Linked DNA regions of Salvelinus alpinus: region 2 is linked to region 1. A link is a contact called in public Hi-C data. All regions are on one chromosome and are shown on one strand. The core of a region is the stretch at or near the end of the contact, and the rest is flanking DNA. Distances in the headings are between cores, read along the strand shown.

The links. A called contact is a pair of places that touch in the nucleus more often than the background predicts.
Region 2: a Hi-C map of red muscle shows a contact between it and region 1, with 13 times the contacts expected there. The contact joins the promoter of LOC139568784 here to the promoter of LOC139568777 in region 1. A contact is called at or near these places in 3 of 3 Hi-C or Micro-C datasets (liver, muscle and red muscle).

The regions. Positions count from the first base shown.
Region 1 is chr2:129,471,682-129,475,281 of SLU_Salpinus.1, forward strand. It overlaps LOC139568777 (mitochondrial import receptor subunit TOM20 homolog), which reads right to left and starts at 1,371. Exons shown (of 5, transcript XM_071390856.1): 1 at 1,045-1,371. The coding sequence starts at 1,168.
Region 2 is chr2:129,651,817-129,655,395 of SLU_Salpinus.1, forward strand. LOC139568784 (microtubule-associated proteins 1A/1B light chain 3C-like) reads right to left here and starts at 1,364. Exons shown (of 4, transcript XM_071390865.1): 1 at 1,144-1,364; 2 at 1,007-1,062; 3 at 811-917; 4 at 207-570. The coding sequence starts at 1,204. The coding sequence ends at 363. LOC139568783 (striatin-like) reads left to right here and starts at 2,068. Exons shown (of 17, transcript XM_071390864.1): 1 at 2,068-2,440. The coding sequence starts at 2,219.

The sequences.
Region 1 (3,600 bases), core at 121-2,620:
TAACATCCTAAATTGACACCCTTAAGTACAACTTCGGCTTTGAACAAAGCTCCAAAATAATCCACAACCCTTCTGATATCCCTTGATAAAGTGGTTTACCCGGGTCAGAATCAGGAAATATTTAAGTGTAGCTGCTAAGTAGCAAGTCACAACTAGTGATTAATGACAAAAAGGCTAACAGAGGAAAATGGCTCATTCAATTGCAGTAAAGCCGGTGTATAAAGCATTGTGGCCAGCTGACAGCCAAAATCCATCTTTCATACTGTAGTCCAGCTACAATTGTAGTCTAGTTAATGTGGGACTGGAATGTGATCTGTATAGGATTTTTATTGTGACATGCATCCATATGTGTATTCTAATTGGCTCCTGTATTAGAGTGAGGGATTCTGGGTTGAAGACGAGGCAGAACTGCCATTATGTAGTGTGTGGAGGTGTATTTATTTGATAACCCCTTATGAGTTATGCAGTCGCATCATTAAAGTTTGCAGTCTAACGCTCTGAAGGCGCATTATCAGCTTCTTCATACCGACAACCCACGGCCTTACATGAGTAGTAGGCCTGGATAGAGTAACACCAGGGATATCCAGGTTGCTTTTAATCCTGCTTGGCAAACTCTATGTCTGATATGGCTAGTAGCCTAGAATGGTTGGTTTAGGTTACATAGCAGTTCAAAACACACCATCAATGAATGAATCAGGGTAGGTGCAGCTTTCCATGTCTGAATTCAACTAACAGAACGCTTGTTGTGAGTGAGTAGGAAGTACATTAATACATGATAAAAGAGGTAGTTAGCTGAGAAACGCTCAACTCTATATAAGAGAACAGAGTTGAGCGTTCCTATGCTAGGAGCTAGCTAGGTTAGCACTGGCTAGTTAAGTGCAGGACTTTTGGGGTTTGCAGTGCGCTGACAATTAATGAATCAGATCTAATGCACAAACCATTAACGTTACCATTAAAGCTTCTATACTTCGCCAATTGGGAATAGTTAAACGAGTTCGCAAACAGAGACCGGAGCGGGTTGCAAAGGACGCGGACAACACTCACGTTCTCGCAGCCTGTTCTTGAAGTTGGGGTCACTCCGCCTTTTCCTGTCGAAGTAGATGCAGTAGCCGACGAACAGAGCCCCGCAAACACCGGCGGCTATCGTGCTCGATTTACCGCCCATCATCACTTCCGAAATGGTTGATATTTCTATGTTAACAAAGATAATATTTCAATTTTGGCTTATATCAAAGATGGTACATGACCTCACACAGGCGCAAGTTCGCAGCAAAAAGGACCAGTAGGACCACTGACTAATTTGACAGCTAGGGTGTCCGCATTGAACGCCTGATAGAAAATAAGACACCTTTAATTCCCAATCACATGATATCTCCGATAGCGTATGCATTTGATTGAATATAAAGTGTTGGATGTTGTTGAACCCAGATGGGGGGGGGAAATGTGTTAGGATTTCTTCAAATCAATATAAGTAGTAGTCTGTCGCATTGAAATGTAAGTGCCACAAGGGTGCAGTAGCAATTCATCAAAAAAAGAAGCAGCAGGCAAGTGATCACATTTTATACAATTAAACAGTATTTTCTCCAGAGTAACAAAAATAGAAACAATTTAACTACAACTCTAGGTATTTTAACTAATCTGGGGTAGACTACACAGCAGCAAACAATGGCCAAGTGAAATATTGAACAGTAGGCTACATGGTGTGGCACAATCATTTAGACTAGCAAGAAAACATGTACAATTTTGCTTTCGCTATGACCAATTCATTTACGAAAAATGATGCCAGTTGCTCTGAGCCTTGCTCCTATGCCTCTCTGGCCTTAGTTGGCACTTTTCATCTCCCAGATGATAGCTAATCCCTAGAAGTGCCGCTCAACAGAACAGATGGTCGGCTGCATTACATGTGCAAGGCCAGGCTGCTGCAAAAATATACCACCTTGACTATTAGGCTTCTGAGGGCACATGCTCAGACCTGCAGTAATACAAACCATCAGGCATGTACATCCTTACATGGTATTACATCATCACCATACTGTGTCTGGTATTACGTGCACCTTTGCCTTTAAATGGCAACCGAGTCGTTCTGCACCCTTGCACCATTTCTGTGGCCGGTTGTTGTGGTTACAGTTTATTAAAGGAATAACTGAACCTTAGAGATTGGCGTCATTGACCACACGCCGCCGGTTGACAGGATTTTGGAAGGGTGTGTGTGCTTTTGGGGGGGGTTCCAGTTAAGCTGTGGGTGTGTGCTTGTGTGCGTGCATGTGTTTGTACAAGTGTGTGTTTGAACAAGTGTGTGTACACCTTCATACCTTTATGTATGTCTCTATGTGTGTGTGTATGTGAGCATGCATTGCATGTGTACTTCTTCATACTTACGTGTGTGTGTGTGTGTGTGTGTGTGTGTGTGTGTGTGCATGTATCAGTGGAGGCTGCTGAGGGGAGGATGATTCATAATAATGGCCGGAATGGAGTGAGCCGTCCTTCCCTCAGCAGCCTCCGCTGGCGTGTATGTGTATGTGCGTGCATGTGTACACTTGTCTGTGGACAATTTACATGGCAGGAGGATTATCCGTCAGCCCTGTCGTCTCTCTCGCCAGCGGCTTAGCAGCCCGCACCTGGCATGCAGCTGGCTGAGGGTTGGCGAAGAATTCGCCCCTCAGGGACATCTAGCTCCGCCGGTGCCCGGGCATGACGCGAGGCGGCTCAGCCAGAGGCTCGTCGTCTCACGGCGGTGGGTTATTATTACCATTACTCAATCGTTCCTGGAAGCTGCTTTGGAAGCCCTACTGTATGTGATCCCAGTGCGTGTGTGTTCGGAGCTCTCCTAATCCATGCTGTCATCCCGGGCCACATTATACATGTCTGTATCAATTCCCTAGGAAACAAGTACTCTTGTCATTTGCTGGGACTCAGGCAGATCTCATGTCCTTATGTCGATGTGGGTTGGAGGTTTGGATAGAAAGACCACGACACACGCACCAGAGACTGTTTAGGGATGTTGTACAAATAATGGTTGTTGCAAAACTATCTTTCAATCAGATAGTAGAATTATGTAAGACTTTAGGGTTTATAAAGAGAACCAACCAATGGGGAGGCTTTACCGACTGATTCCTACATCTCTCTTAAAACCATTTATATGGGTATAACTTGTACTGTTCTCCTGGGTGTGCTAAGGTTGGCAATAAGACAGGAGACACCCTGCAGTTGCTTATTGTGCAGTATACGAGCCACACTGTCTACCTTTATTGACTGTGCACATAGCACTATTAAAATAATTAAGCATGCTCCATAAAGGCTAGGTAATTAGCATGCTTGGGCTCATAATCCAATCAGTGTGCATGATGCTGCACGGTGAGCTCATCGCTATATGACATTCACACCCATGCTGACTCTGCACATTTACTGTAAAACCTGGCACGGCGACTTGCGTCTGTGAGTGCAAAAGCAATTATCTTCTCCTGCCCTGTCATCTTCCTTGGAATGGTGCTCCTACTCCTCTGTTGCCATGGTTACCAGAGAGGTAACTATGGCAACACTGTTGGTATTCCCCAAAGCGGTGGAGAGAGATAAGTTAGAGGGGGGGGGGGGGGGGTTGAG
Region 2 (3,579 bases), core at 114-2,613, 180 kb after region 1:
AATAATGAAACATTTCTCAGCTGCTTTAGTCTGGCATACAAACCAAAAAAGGAAGCAAAACCTCTAAAATAAAGCACAGATCTACGCTTCTTAAACATGTTTAACAAGAAAAACCTACACCTCCCATTTCTATGCGAAATTGTTTTTTTAGCCCAAAAAGTTAAATATTGCCGCTTTAAGCAATGTAATACAGAGCATGGTCGTCAAAAGTTTGAAACATTTATTACCTTAAAAACAATATACAAAAACATTGAGTAATATTAAATATCCATATATTGCATTTTATATCTATACACGAAGTTCAGTTATTGGGCCTGCCAAAAGCCGAGGCCTCACATTATCCAATCGTGCAATTTGTCTTCTCAAACATTTCCAGCAATTGGCAATGACTCCTCATGGATTTCAACACAATTACCAAACATTTCTTGAGAAGCATAGGTCATGTAGAGAAAGCCATCGTCATCTTTATGGTCCTTGTAGACTTGCGCCATGGTAAGAGACATGCTGGCCAGGCCACTATTATTGATGAGCAGGTAGAACGCTTGACTCTGCATCAGAGACATACGATTTCTGAAACGAGAACGTGCAGAAAGTATTGACAGGACGTAATCAAATGTAGAAATTATCTTGCACAAACTCAAGTAATTTAAAAGTAGTGACAGTCGCGCGCGGCACTCGAGGCTGATTCATATCAGGTGTTAACCAAGTTTGAAATGATGCACGAGTTCTTAACCAAACATTGAAGACATGATTTAAGTCATGTCACGTTAAATAACATTTTCAGCAAAACGTTTCTCAAAGGAGACACACCTTATAATGGTGACAAACTGAGTCATGGACAGTTCTTGGGGGACCAGGAATTTCGTTTTATCAAGAGGCGGCAAGTACTTCTCCCGTTGATACCTTTCAATTATCACCTGTGTGTGGGTGGAAATGTCACTTTTAGAAGGTGCAAATTCAATGGAACTTCAGGGTCGAATACGGTTTTAGAAATAAGCGAACTTACCGGAATTTTAGTTGGAAACTTTGTTCGGATCCCCGCGACCTCCTGTTTTCTCGTGGCTGTTTGGGATGGAAAACGTGGATGAGATTATAAAGCAACGCATAGCCTACCACATGCAAAGCAATACATTCAATAATCACCAAAGCTTTTTCTCTGCTTGAAGGACTTGGGGTGCTGTGGTTTCTCAAATGGAGGCATCATGTGGGCAAGTGGCTCCTCTCTTCAATTCCTGCTGTCTGATCTAGGCTGTACAATTTAACCATGTAGATCAGCCAACAGAAATTAAATAGTGTGGTTGCAGTGACGTATCACCTGATTACCAATGGGGTTGTGTCAGCACGCTTCATATGGCTAATGAATTGACCGTGCGTAATGACTCGGCTGTGTGTAAAACCAATCCAAATGGTTAAGATCTAATAAATGACCTGATTGTAATGTTTCATGTAATTGATGTTTGAAAATAAGACTGTTTGAATTACTAAACATTATATAGAGGTAATTTAGTTATTAAAATATCTTACACACAAATCATATATAGAGGCCTTATAATCTTCTCACACTAAAGTAGGCCCTACATCATGTGTGGGCAACATTTTGTTTAATGTATTTTCGTGGATTTCAAAGGACGTGAAATTCAGTCAGGGGGTCGTGGATGATAGGCTTGGGTGTGTGTGCTATGTAAACAACTCGATGAATGGCTCTATGGAATGCATAGATACATTAATGGAATGTGCTATAATATATGAAATATGGCTACCACAGACACACTTCTGTAGCATACATTATGACATTTTCAATTTAAGTTACAAAAAAATATACTCCGTAGGCCAATTAAAGAAAATGACATAAAAAAAAAGAGAACAAGCGCATTTTAGGTTGAAAATGCAGCTATATCTTCTTTGAACTTCAAATTCCATCATACGTAGGATACAACAGTTGTCAACAGCGCATTTATATCCGGTTGGCTTATTCCAGTGTGAATCGTGTAAATCGACCAATGGGTAAAGAAAACACTGGATGTGGGTGGGAGCTGAGTGTGAACGTCATCAATTGACAGCTGGCTGCTCAGACATGAACGTGCCTGCCCAGTAGAGAGAGCTGTAGGTAGCTATTTCCTTTCCATTTCATATCACAGGGGCGGTTAAAGGAAAACCCATCCGTCTGAGCACAGTCGTGCCAGCTTGTGCGAACTGAACCCACACACCTGGCCTGGGCATGGACGAACAGGCAGGGCCCGGCGTGTTCTTTAACAACAACAACAACAACTCGGGTTTGCCAGGCGCTGGCAAAGGACCGCAGCAGCCGGGCGACGTCGGTGGCGGAGAGGCGGCCAGGGCTCATTACAACATTCCGGGGATATTGCACTTTCTGCAACACGAATGGGCCCGCTACGAGGTGGATAGAGCGCAATGGGAGGTGGAGCGAGCCGAATTGCAGGTAAACCACGTCAAAATGCCCTGCTTATTTTTGGTGGGGGGGTTACGTTGTTGAGTCTGCCCTAGGAAGATTGAAATTTGTGTCAGGAAGCTTACTCGCGCGCTACGGTCTTTGTGGCGAGAACTGCTCGAGCTACGTAGCTACTAGAGTAGTCTTGGTCGGATGACGTTTGTCGCTATAGCACAGGTTTCCCGACCTCGGTCATGGGAAACCCTGTGCTAAGTCGGTTGAATAATATAAAAATGATTCTGATGAACAGTGAAGTTGATTCATGCACTCAAAAGTCAGTGACATGAGTCTTTATTGTGCCTTATGACTTCTCTTAAATGCCATGTCGTAAATATATCAGAGGTAAGGCTTTTAGCATAATGTGATGTGCAGGCCTTGATTGAGTTGTAGCTCGCAGTGTAAAAAAATAAATATATAAACGCAACAATTTCTAAGAATTTACTGAGTTACAGTTAATGTAAGGAAATCAGTCAATTGAAATAAATTCATCAGGCACTAATCTTTAGATTTCACATGACTGGTAATACAGATATGCATCTGTTGGTCACAGATACCTTAAACAAAAAGGTAGGGGCATGGATCAGAACCAGTCAGTATGTGGCGTGACCACCATTTGCCTCATGCAGTGTGACATCTCCTTCGCATATAGTTGATCAGGCTGTTGATTGTGTTGATTGGCGGGAACTGGAACATACTGTCGTACACGTCGATCCAGAGCATCTCAAACATGCTCAATGGGTGACGTTTCTGTTGAGTGTGCAGGCCATGGAAGAACAGGGACATTTTATAGATTCCAGGAATTGTGTACAGATCCTTCCGACATGGCCGTGCATTATCATACTAAAACATGAGGTGATGGAGACGGATGAATGGCATGACATTGGGCCTCAGGATCTCATCACGGTATCTCTGTGCATTCCAATTGCCATTGATAAAATGCAGTTTGTTGTCAATAGCTTATGCCTGCCCATACCATAACCCCACCGCCACCATGGGACACTGTTCACAATGTTGACATCACCAAACCACTCGCCATCATGTGGTCTGCGGTTGTGAGGCCTGCCAAATTCTCTTAAATGACATTGGAGGAGGCTTATGGTAGAGAAATTAACATTCAATTATCTGCCAAC